2 separate regions of the Rattus norvegicus genome follow, and region 1 is linked to region 2. Evidence: chromatin contacts called from public Hi-C data. All regions are on one chromosome and are shown on one strand. Each heading gives the region's core, a stretch centred on a gene start, on an enhancer-like site or on the middle of the called end of the contact. The rest is flanking DNA. Distances are from core to core; before and after follow the strand shown.

Evidence for each region. A called contact is a pair of places that touch in the nucleus more often than the background predicts.
Region 1: a Hi-C map of liver shows a contact between it and region 2, with 3 times the contacts expected there. The contact joins two enhancer-like sites. A contact is called at or near these places in 2 of 12 Hi-C or Micro-C datasets (kidney and liver).

Annotation. Positions count from the first base shown.
Region 1 is chr8:127,319,996-127,326,257 of GRCr8, forward strand. The region is part of intron 15 of Itga9 (integrin subunit alpha 9); the gene reads left to right. Among named protein-coding and RNA genes, the nearest start is that of Trnaa-ggc2, 65 kb to the left of the region's middle. Within about 2 kb of position 4,831, at least 23 of the 93 cell types and tissues checked have an H3K27ac peak or open chromatin away from gene starts, as enhancers often do. A contact at or near this core is called in liver, where this site is marked.
Region 2 is chr8:127,197,575-127,203,163 of GRCr8, forward strand. The region is part of intron 1 of Itga9 (integrin subunit alpha 9); the gene reads left to right. Among named protein-coding and RNA genes, the nearest start is that of Itga9, 15 kb to the left of the region's middle. Within about 2 kb of position 1,472, at least 12 of the 93 cell types and tissues checked have an H3K27ac peak or open chromatin away from gene starts, as enhancers often do. A contact at or near this core is called in liver, where this site is marked.

The sequences.
Region 1 (6,262 bases), core at 3,581-6,080, 130 kb after region 2:
CTCACTGGCTATCCAGACCTGACTTGTGTCATGAGTCCTATATCCATCTTTATAGTAGCCCCTGGGCAGCTCAGAATCGTTGTGGTTTGTATCTAGCGGAGCAGGTGCTGGGCTGGTTGGTTCTTATTTCTCTGCTTTTCCTGATGGCTTACTCATTATGGGAGCTCTTTTCTTCTTCCAGATGTGTGTGGTGTGCAGTGAGTATATTGAACGGTGCCCTCCCTTGCCCCCCTCAGATCTGGTGTGGTGGTACACCCACCCCTAAGCTGTTGCTACTGCCCTAGAATGCCTTGCCATATGGCTCTTCATAAACCTGTTTCCTCTCCAAGAAATAGTCCCTTCAGTAAGCCCAGAAGTCACAGTCTTTCTATACCAGAGATACTTGGCACTAGCCAGAGGATTGGATCTTGATTTCCTTCTCCTCTGGGCCTCTGTGCCATAAACATTCATTTCACATAACCTGGACACCTCATGAGATATCAGACCAGAGACCCCCTCACCCTTATCACGGAACTTGTCAAGATATGACGCCTCCCAAGAACCCAGGGGACACGTTCGTCACCATGAACGCAGACAGAAACAGTTTACTTTACTTCCTGGAAACCTTTGTGCACAATCAGGGAGGTGACCTTTCAAGCGAAGTGTTTTCTGTATTAATTATAGGAAGCTTGCTTTCCAGATGTGACATCTGTCATGTCTCATTCCAAGGAGAGAACATGGCGGGAGGAGGGGCTAAAGAGGTCTCAGCGCATAAGAAACTCTGGATAAAACCTTCTAGTAGCAATAACCGTGCTGAGCTTGGGAACTTGACTAGGATACGTGACTCAACAGAGACACACATTTGTGGTGGTTTTGTTTTTTTTGTTTTTAAGAAGGCCATAAAGGTCTCTCAAAATTTAATTTCCCGAGTGAGTTCGAGAACCAGCAGGGAATTTCCCACACTTGTATCATGAAGATAATATTTTGTTAAAAAGTCACATTCTTCAAGCCTGGGATTGGCCTCTGAAGAACCTGCATCTTGGGTATTCGTGTTTCTTCTTTGTGGGAATGCACGGGGCCTGGCTAATGATTCTGACATATTTTAGACTGTTGTCCAAGGAGAAATCCAGGGAGAATAAGGAGGGCGCTAATCACAACGGTCCTCCAAGGAGCTGCAGCTTGCCGAGGTTTGCAGGCTTTGTGTCCTGTTACTCCAGCTCCCCTCTCCAGGGCTTGTGCTCGCCTGGGGTGCTTGTGTTAACATTATTGTGCCAGACCTGAGTGTTAAGAATGATGCCAGCAGGCTGTTGTTAAATGCTTTGATTAATGACATGCACGTGATACACGTGTTTGCGTGCACACATATATGTATCTAAGCATGAAACCTGCAAGCGAACCGCCCACCCTCTGTGAGCTGCTGTACGACTTTTTTGATAAGATTCTTTCAGTCATTCAACTCACCCAATGCCTAGATCATGAAAGAGAAGTTTACAGAACGCTCTTGGCAGGGCGGTTCTAGTTTGTCCCTGACAGTTTAGCAAACTGAGACAAGGAGAATGTCACCTGCGTCTCTCTGGATAACAGCACCACATTGCCCCCTAAAACAAGGCTGGTTCCTCCCTCCAAGGCTGGAAGTTTCCCTTTAAGAATGTGTTTCCTGCTGGAGAGATGGCTCAGTGGTTAAGAGCACTGACTGCTCTCCCAGAGGTCCTGAGTTCAATTCCCAGCAACCACATGGTAACTCACAACCATCTGTAATGGGATCTGATGCCCTCTTCTGGTGTGACTGAGGACAGCTGCAGTGTACTCATATACATAAATAAATAAATCATAAAAAAAAGAATGTTTCCTCTCTGTAGCAGTTGTCAAAAGTTGTGCCTAATTTCTGATGGAAATGTCTAATCACCAAGACCAGATAGTTTTGTAGCATTCACTGTCAAATGCATTCTGCTTAAGTTCTGAGGTGTGTGTAGTTTGGGGGTCTGTGGTGGTTTTTAATAAGAATGATTCTCATAGGCCCACATATCTGAATGCTTCCTTACTGTGGAGTAGAATAATCTGATAGGATTAAAAGGATTAGGAGATGTGGCCTACCTGGAAGATTTGTGTCACTGCAGGGTGGGCTTTGAGGTTTTAAAGTGCTTTTAAAGTCTCTCTCTCTCTCTCTCTCTCTCTCTCTCTCTCTCTCTCTGTGTGTGTGTGTGTGTGTGTGTGTGTGTGTGTGTGTGTCCTCTCTGTCCTCTGTCTCCTCTCTGTCTGTGTATATGAGTCTTCTCTCTTTCTCTCTCCCCCCTCCCTCTCTCCCATTCTCTCTCTCCTCCCTTTCTCTTCCTCTCTCCCTTTCTCTCTCTCCACCTTTCTCTCTCTCCCTTTCTCTCTCCCTTTCTCTCCCACCCCTCTCTCTTTCTCTCCCTCCCTCCCTCTCTCCGTCCCTTCCTCTCTCCTCCTTATGCCCACGATGTCCCCACCACCATGCTCCCTCCCATGATGACAATGGACTAAATCCCTAAAACTGTGAGCCAGCCCCAGTTAAATGCTGTCCTTCATAAAAGTTGCCTTGGTCATGGTGTCTCTTCACAGCAATAGAACGGTGACTAAGACAGTGGGAAGCATCTTTTAAACCATATTCAATACATTTGGGAATATTACTGAATTTCAATCAGTTGCTGGGCAGCCTGGCTGGCCTGCAAACTTACTGTGCATCTGGCTGAGTCCTCTGAGGCTGTCGACTGCCCTTGCTGTTTGTGATGCTCAATTCTCCTATGCTCTTTTCCCGTGCCCAAGCCACACTCCTACTCTCTCCCCATGCCTGAGTTGCACCCCTACTCTCTCCCCATGCCCGAGCCGCACCCCTTCTTATACCTTTCTCCACAGTCTATGGCAGCACGGCATGAACAACGTAAGGTTAAGGGCTTGCAGGAATAGGGGCTGTGGTGCCATGTGCTTGTTTATTGACATGGTACCTCCATCCATGGTGGCTCCTTGGTGGAAGCTGATTCATTGTTGTATCACTTAGCATGTTTGGCACCATATATGGGACATCAGACGATATGACATCATATGAGGGGAGGCAGCATATTTATCGTTCTGCATTTCAATGTTAACGACCAAAACCCAAGCCTCTGTTAACTTGCACTAATAATTCCTAGACCAAAATTCATCTCTATGTTCCAGAGTAGACCCTAGGCCATGGTGTGTCTTTGAGACTCTCAGGACAGAGAGCCCCAAGAAGTGCCCTCTAGGGATAAGCTTGTGTCCCTTGCTGAGAACTCAGGGAGCTGCTCTAAAAAAGTGAAGTACCAAGTCTCAACTTCAGGACCGGGTTCCAAGGCTTTTGATCCTGTTTTTCTTTCTGAAAGACAAATGCAGTTTTATATTGTGGTACTTGACGTTTCACTTCAAGGGGCAGTTCTCGATGAATCGGTGCCGGAAAGACAGTTTCTGAGGGCTGTATACTTTGTGATGGACATTAAAGTACCCATCTGTGTGCCCATCGTCCATCCATCTGTGCTTGTGCCCGTCCACATTCTCATCCATTAATCCTCCAGTCGCTAGTTCCTGCAAGGTATCCAGCACTGTTTGCCTGAAGTTTCCATGATGACGCCTAGCAGTGATGGTGACCCTGTACTAAGAGCCTGTGGTTCATCAGTGCTACTCCAGTTTTCGAAGCAGCTTTGGGAGCAAGACTAGTGACCTCCACCTCACAATGGGACAGAGGAGCGAGCAGAGGCTCATGCACCGTATCTGAGGTCACCTTGACAGACCAGAAGGCCAAAATCAAACTTGGAGCTCTCAGGCTCCTGAGAGCTGAGTGCACAAACAAATCAGTTTTGGGCATCCGGCTCCTGGCTCGCTCCTCCTTCACAGTTGCAATCTGACTCCATGTCAGACTACGGTGGCCTCCCAGGCACACATAGACAGTCCAGGGATACAGTCAGGCATGTATATATGGATGTCTAGTCAAGAGGCATCCACTCATCCCTGGAAGCTGTAGGTGCTCTCCTTCACTTTTGAGGAGGCCATCGTTTTATGAGCCTTGCTTTTTGGCTAGACAGGTCCTGTGAGCCAGGGCCTGTCCTCAGGCCACTTGGGCCCCTGTTCTCCTGACTTGCTGAGTGATGACAGAGGACAGGAAGATGGGAGGAAGATGTTTCAGGGCTGGGTGGAGGATTAGGGTGGAGTCCAGCTGTGTGTGTGTGTGTGTGTGTGTGTGTGTGTGTGTGTGTGTGTGTGCCGCCAACAGGAAGGAGGGCTGGGTTCTCTTTTGCCAACTGGTTCCCAGTATTTCAGGGTTCATTCTGAAAACGCATTGTTACAGTGTGTGCTTGTCATCGATCTGGACTATTGAGCTGTGACCACACCAGCTCAGTTCTGCTTAGAACTATGATGTGACCAGCAGCCAGGATCCGTTCCAAGAGATACCCACCCTGTTCTTTGGCATTGGTCTGGGGCTGGGAAGCTCTTCTGGGTCTGTTTCCAAGTACAGCTGTCCTCCTTACAGGTGGGCGGGCCCTAGAAGGCCACTGGTGGAGAGGCAATGTGGTATGGGACAGTGCTGACCTGAAGGAACTGTCCTGCCCTGGCCCCCAAATCCTGGCCTTTGTGGGATCTGAGCTCTACAAAGTGACAGAATTGTGATTCCGGACAGATCCACTCTCTTCCCAGCCCGCCTTTCCTCTCCTACCTCTGCATTCTGTCTGTGCTAAAATGAAAGCCATTGTTTATTTAAAAGGACCACTTGCCTAATGCCCCTGGAATTTATTTTTTGGAGCTTTTTCCATGGTAATCATCAGTTCAGACTTTGGCTGTCGCTGGGCGGTTATGTAACCAGGGATGGAATGATTCCCACCGGCATGCACAGACTCCAGTGCACAGGACTCCTAGCCGTGCCTGAGAGGGAGCTAGTATACTCCTGGCTGTGTATTCAACCTGCTTCTATGTCCTGCTGGGGGTGAAGAGGTGCAGAGGGGAGGGGGAGGAGGTATGGGGGGAGAGGGAAGGTAGGAATAGCCCATAGAGAAAGTTGGCAAGCAGCTAGAATTGAGTCAGGAGGATAATTTCTTCACGGGGGCCTGTCTTGGATTTGCTGTAGAACTGCTCCATTCTCCTAAGCCATAGACCCTGGGGTTTAGACATCCCTTTGTATAAATCCTATGCCTTCTACCCCCATCTGCACTTTAGCAAAAATCCTGCATATAATTGTTTGAGCCCTGGCAGGATCCTGAAAAACGTTCCTGGCCCTTTCCTCTCTGCTGGCCTCTGTCCTGTGTCACCAGGTGCCTGCTCTCCCCAGCACTATTGACCTCAGAACCACCTTTTGCCAGACTCCAATCCTGAAGTTCCTTGACTTAGTCTCTGGAACCTTGTCTGGGTCCAAGGCGAGCTGCTTTGTCAGGTATGAACAAAGGGAAGCTCAAGGTTTAACTTGTCTTAGACCCTAAAAGGAGGAGTAAGCACAGAGGGGTTTGAAACCCTGACTTAGTCATGGATGGATTGGGGTGGGCTGCAGAGACGGCTCCCTTTGTGGCTCCTATCTTACATCCTCGTGCTGGGAGATGATACATTTATTCTGGCTTGTATCCTTCCTCTCTATGCAACCGAAGATGTATCTTTTCTCCATTGTTCCTCTGCTCACTGTGCTAGTTAATTAGCAATAAAGCAACTTTGTATTTACCCATTTAGCTCCAGAGTGGCTGGTAGAACAAGCCGAGGTGTTGATATGTCAGTCAAGCAGGGCTATTCCTCACTGGAAGTCGCTTACTCCACAGGGGACTTGGGGACTCTGTATACTTCCATTGCTAGCTCTACCATTCACTCCAGGCTTCCAGTCTTTGGCTCCCTGGGGACAGAGGGAAGGCATGCTTCTCTAGACATGATCCATACGCCTTCCACTCTCTCTCCGTCAAGGACGATTTCATCACAGCTGGCCTCAAGAGAGCCTGGAAAATTTGGCTCAAGCTGGACAGCCAGCTCATTCATATAGCGCCATGGTACTGGGCTAGGAGATGAAGAACAGATATCCTTGCAAGATGACAGGGAAGCAGGATTGGCCAGACCTCGGCAATAGAGCCTGTGTGGAACAGTGAGGGGAAATAGGTCTCTAGTAGGCAGACGAGTGGGTAACGCTGTCTCGGAGGGATGGAGCTTCCAAGAAGGGAGAAGATATGAAACAGAAATGTTCAGTCTGGCCACTGGCCCCTGCAGCCTGGTGCTAGAGAACTTTGTCATGAATGCAGGAACCTACAGGAAAAGGTGGCTAATGATGCTGTGTCCTTTCTGCTGA
Region 2 (5,589 bases), core at 222-2,721:
ATACATGTGCATGCTTACCTACACATACAGACACACCTCTTCACACATGTGCATGCTTGCCTGCATACACAGACACACTACTATATACATATGTCCCTGCTTCTCTGAACACACAAATGAGCACCAAAATGAATGCATACATGTGCATGCTTGCCTTCACACAGAGACACACCTCCACATGTGCATGCTTGCCTGCACACACAGACACACCTCTTCACACATGTGCATAGTTATCTACCCACACAGACACACTCCCACACATGTGCATGCTTGCCTGCACACACAGACACACCTCTTCACACATGTGCATACTTATCTACCCACACAGACACACTCCCACACATGTGCATGCTTGCCTGCACACACAGACACACCTCTTCACACATGTGCATACTTATCTACCCACACAGACACACTCCCACACATGTGCATGCTTGCCTGCACACACAGACACACCTCTTCACACATGTGCATGCTTGCCTGCACACACAGACACACCTCTTCACACATGTGCATAGTTATCTACCCACACAGACACACCTCTTCACACATGTGCATGCTTGTTTGCACACACAGACACACCTCTTCACACATGTGCATGCTTGCCTGCACACACAGACACACCACCATGTACACACACTCACAAACAACCCAAGTGGACCTGTTAGTGGAACGTGCCCAGCAAGGCCACTGCTAAATCACCTGCACCCTTGGTTTCCTGAAAGTTGAGGGACTTCTTGAGGCATTTCTGGTTCATGGCTCCTAGTGGTGAGCACTTGCCTTCTCCCTCTGAGGTGAAGCCTGCAGTCTGGTCGGAGGGCTCCAGCATGGTCCTCCACTCTGTGTCTAGTGCGAGGCAGGCAGCAGTTCCCGGGGGTTCTCTGCAGTGGATACACACTGATTAAGCTGCGTTCCTGTAACTGGAACACGGGTCCCGGGGGGACTCGTTGGTTTGGAATCAACTGCATGAAAACAAAGCTAATGGATTGGAAGTTTGTAATCCCCACACATTGTTCTCAAAAAACGGCTGTAATTTGGTATGGCCGCTGTGGCGTCTGTGGGGAGGGAGGGGAGGAGGGAGGGAGCCGAGAGGCATGGCTACTTCCAGGCTTTCCCTAGGAAGGCAGCTCTGTCTCAGCCTAGACCCTGATACCTGCTCTCCAAGGAACTGACCTGTGAGAGGAGAGTCAACTTCCGGTCCCCACAGGCACAAACCTGCATGCACACATGCACACATGCACACATCTCAGCCTATTTAAAGTAAGTTTATGCTTTTGTATTGGGTCTCATTTGTAGCTACGTTGGGAAGCATGTCTCTACCTTCTAGGAAACAGTCAAAGGGATAGGAGAAAGAGCACCTCTGGATGTGGACTCTGGGCTCAGAAGCCCCCACTATTGGGGACAGCACCTTAACCTGGCCTCCCTGTGTGGAATGTGTACAAGAAGTTGCCTGGTTGGATTTGCCTTGGTCAGGAGCCAGGCTCCTGTGATCCTCGATGTGGCTGGTGGCTAAACAGATGGGCACATGTTGCCGGAGAGGCTTGTGAGCCATTTACCAGGGAGGCAGACCTTTGGTTAGCACCATGCTGGCATCGTCAGTGTCTAATAAACCAAGGCCAGGGCTGGAGTTCACCTCTTCCATTCTGTGAGCCCGAGGGAGGATAAAAAGTCATTCTTTATGGATCAAACCTCAGTCTTTAAGTTACAGACTCAAGAGCCAAGTTCCAACCTCAGAGTTCCCATGGAGCTTCCTTAGGCTTCCCTGGGTGTGGTCATACACTAGATTAGCTCGCAGCAGAGAGGGTGCTGGGTACCTGCTGGTTTCTTTTTCCTCCCTCCTACTGAGCAGAAGCGGGGTTGGTACATGCTGCTATGTGGCACATGCTGCGGCCAGGCAGGTAGGGTCTAGGGCAAGTTTCAGGAGCAGCCTTGACTGCCTACATCTCATCTGTGAAATGGGAGTAATGTTAGCATCTTATAGGTGCTCGCATGGGACCACACCTGTGCAGAGGAAAGACATAGTCTTCTCTGGAGTGACATGAGAATGTCTCGAGTACTTCTGTAACTCAGAGGACAAGGAAAGAAACTGAAGGTGGCAGGTGGCATCCTTTCAGTGGTACACTCCGAACTCTGAGCTGCCGAGATCTTCGTGTCTCAGGATACACTTGGCCAGCAGCCAGCTGAACCAGCTTCAGACAAGCCACACTCTAAGGCTGGCCCGTTGTAGCTGTCATGCTGGACCGTGGCCTAGGTCAAGAACCAGCACTGGGCTGCCAAGGCAGCCACAGTGTTCTGTAAACACAGAGGCAAGCACATTCTCCAATATGCCATTCTCCGTGTGTGTCAGGCACGTGCCTAGACACACGTGTCTCCTTTAGCTCACATCACGGGATCTGAGGAAACTTTTCTTGTGGGACCTGCTGGTTGGAAGCATGAACCAGGGGATGCTAGCAGGCTTTGAATCACAGCTGCCATTCGAGCCATCGCGCACTTCAGGCCTGGAAGAGCATTAGAGCCCAGCAAGTCCCTTCTCTGCTTTAGACGCTGACAGACATTTTACCCACAAGCCTTGGCTCTGGGTTTGAAGAAGCAGCTATCTGAGAATTCTGCTCGCCAGGCTCCTTCCTGCCTGGCAAATCGGGAATGTGTCTGAACTGGAAGGAGTGGGACCATCGGATGGTTCTAGGGTTGTGGTGTTAATGCTGGGGACATGGTGGACTCACAGGCTGCTGCTTCCTGTTAGCCACTTCCTGACTCCTGTGGGCCGCGGGTTTCTCTCTCTTCTTTGCTTATTGTGACTTCAAAGCTATTCATCCTGGGAGAATACTTCTCTACAACACATTTGCTCATATCTACCCCTCACTCCATGGTCCTACTCCTCCTGGACCCCTCCTACCCATTTTCCCTCTTCCCCATTTCCCCTCCTTCTCAGTTCCCCTCTCTCTCTTTTCTTTTTATTTTTTTTTAAATTAAATTTACTTATATTTATTTTGAGACAGGTTCTTTACATAGCTGACAGTCCTGGAAGTGGACCAGACTGGCTTTAAAGTTCCAGAGATCCACCTGCCTGTCTCCTCTCTGAGGAGGTTAAACGCATGTGCCACCATGACCATCCCCTTTTCTTTAAAAAGAATATATATACAAATATATATATACATATATATATACATACACACACACACACACACACACACACACAAATATATATATTCCACTGAGTCGGGTGCTTCCCATATGTTCAATGAGGCTGTAGGTCTATTCACTAGGTCGCCAGCAACCAACCAGGGGTCAGTCAGATCCTTGAAGAAAATTGATTCTCTTCCTCCACTCCTCAGTAGCCATCCTTGGCCAATAGCTCCGGTCGAGGGGTGTGGCCTGTGAGTCCCTCCCCTACCCACGCTGGGCGTGCTGACTGGCTCGCCACTCCTGAGCACTGTGCTGGCAGGGACAGGTGCTCTGAGTTCTTGGGCATAACCTTTCCCTTATTTTCAGAACATACCTTTTCCCAGCAGCCCCCTGACCTTCCTCTTAGACTCTTTCCAGCCCCAATCCTAGATCCTCCCTGGCCCCCAGGAGCATGGGGCTGTGATAGAGACATTCATTTCTGACTGAGCACTTCAGCCCTCCCCTCTCTGCACCCTGACCAGACATGCGCCCCTGTTTCCATCACAGATGCTTCTTGGGTGAGACGGAACTCCTCTATGGTAGAAGGATATGTGTACAGAAGGCGGCTGGATGCAATGGAAACTTCTTTATTTTATTTTTGGTGCGCGGTGCTGGAGATGTTACCCAACGCCTCCGGCAGGCGCTCTGCTACTGAGCGACACCCGGCCCCTACTGTAAAATGAGTTACAAATGGTCCTTTACTGGGCTGATGGGAAACGTGAGTCTGTGGGAGGCTTAGGACCCAGAACAAGGGTTTTACATTTATACTCCCTCGCCCCCAGGGCTTGACAAGGCAGGCTGTGACGCTTTAGCTGTTTTAAGTTGTCAACCTGATAATTCTTTTCACCTGTGAAAACAACGGGTCCTCTAAGGAAGGCTCTTTGAGTTGCTCCAGTGGCTCAGGCTCAGCCCCTGAGGAGAGGGGGTGGGGGATTATCCCTTTGTGTGGCTTTCCTCTTGGGTTTGATTCTGAGTGTCATTATGGATTTGAGTTAGAGCATCCAAGGGCTGGCCAACCTCCCTGTGTGACTGAGCAAGGCAGTGAGTGTAGCCTTCGTGGGAAAGGACTCCCTTAGTCCTCACAGCCAGTGAGGGAATGCTACATTTGAGGCTCATCATGGAGGGGCTGAAGGAGTGGGAATGGATCCAGACAAGATCCTGCAGAGTCACATGGCGAGGCTCCTGGATGAGGGCCTCACTCTTAGCCCCATTCATATCCCAGCAAGGAGCAACAACCCCTATAGAAGCAAAAACATACCTTCCAGGGTTAATCTGGGAAGAGATAATTCTTTGCAGGGATGTGTGTGTGTGTGTGTGTGTGTGTGTGTGTGTGTGTGTGTGTGTGTGTGTAGTCCTCGGGGCTCCCTCAGGTTCTGGAGTGGGAATTAAGATAGACTTTTCCCATGGGGCCTGATACCAGGCCTCTGGTGTTTAATTAGTGACAGTGTCCATGAGCCTTGGCTGAAGTCCACTGAGGATTTCAGACACCAGCTGTACCATGCCCCAGGCTTGTTTGCCAATCTCTCTGCCTCACCGAGCAGTGGCGGGGAAGGTAATTAGTCATCATGACCTCTGAGTGGTGGGGAGGTGACTGGATGAGTGAGACCCCAAGAAGAAGGTAGCCTCTGGGACAGAGCAAGGGGATCAGGGCCAGTTTTCTTTATCCCAGGAGGCTCCTAACTCTCCTCTGGGAAGAAGCCTCACAGTGGTGCGTTCTATCCCAAGGCCTGCGTATCTAATATCCTGGGATGGTCAGCTTTGTCCTGTTTCATGGGTGCTGGAGTCAAAGGATAGCTCAAGTCCTCACTGAGCCAGGGTTTGGAATCTGCAGCTCTTGGAGCAGGAGCGTGGAGCTTGTCCGGTGTCCTTTTCCAAGTACTCACTGCTCAGCGCACATTGTGTCCAACTGTTACTTAATCTTCTGTGCTGTGATCTTTTGTGATGGATCTGCACTGGGGAGGTGGAGACAGGCTCACTTGGGGATCCCTGGGTTTGTGGGTGCCAGGCCAGGAAGAGACCCTGTTTGAAACAAAAGATGGATAAAACCCAAAGAATGACAATCAGGGGCAACTTCTGCTCATATATATATACATGAACACACACGCACGAGGGCACACACACGTATAACATATACATACACATGCATACGACACAAATGCGTGCACACACTTAAAAAACTCTACACAGATTTATGTCTGCAACTCAAAGTGAACTTAATGTTGCTGCCCTCTTTGTGTTCTGCACTGACCAGGCCCAGGCTGATCCCACTGTCCCCTATCCTACCTTCCCTCCCCTCCCCCACTCCCTACTTATCCCTCTGGTGACTGGTAACTGGTAAAAGTGGGCATCTGTTCAGTTACCTACCGATGGCCTTAGTCAGAGTGATGAAACACCACGACCACAGGCAGACCAGGGAGGGAAGGA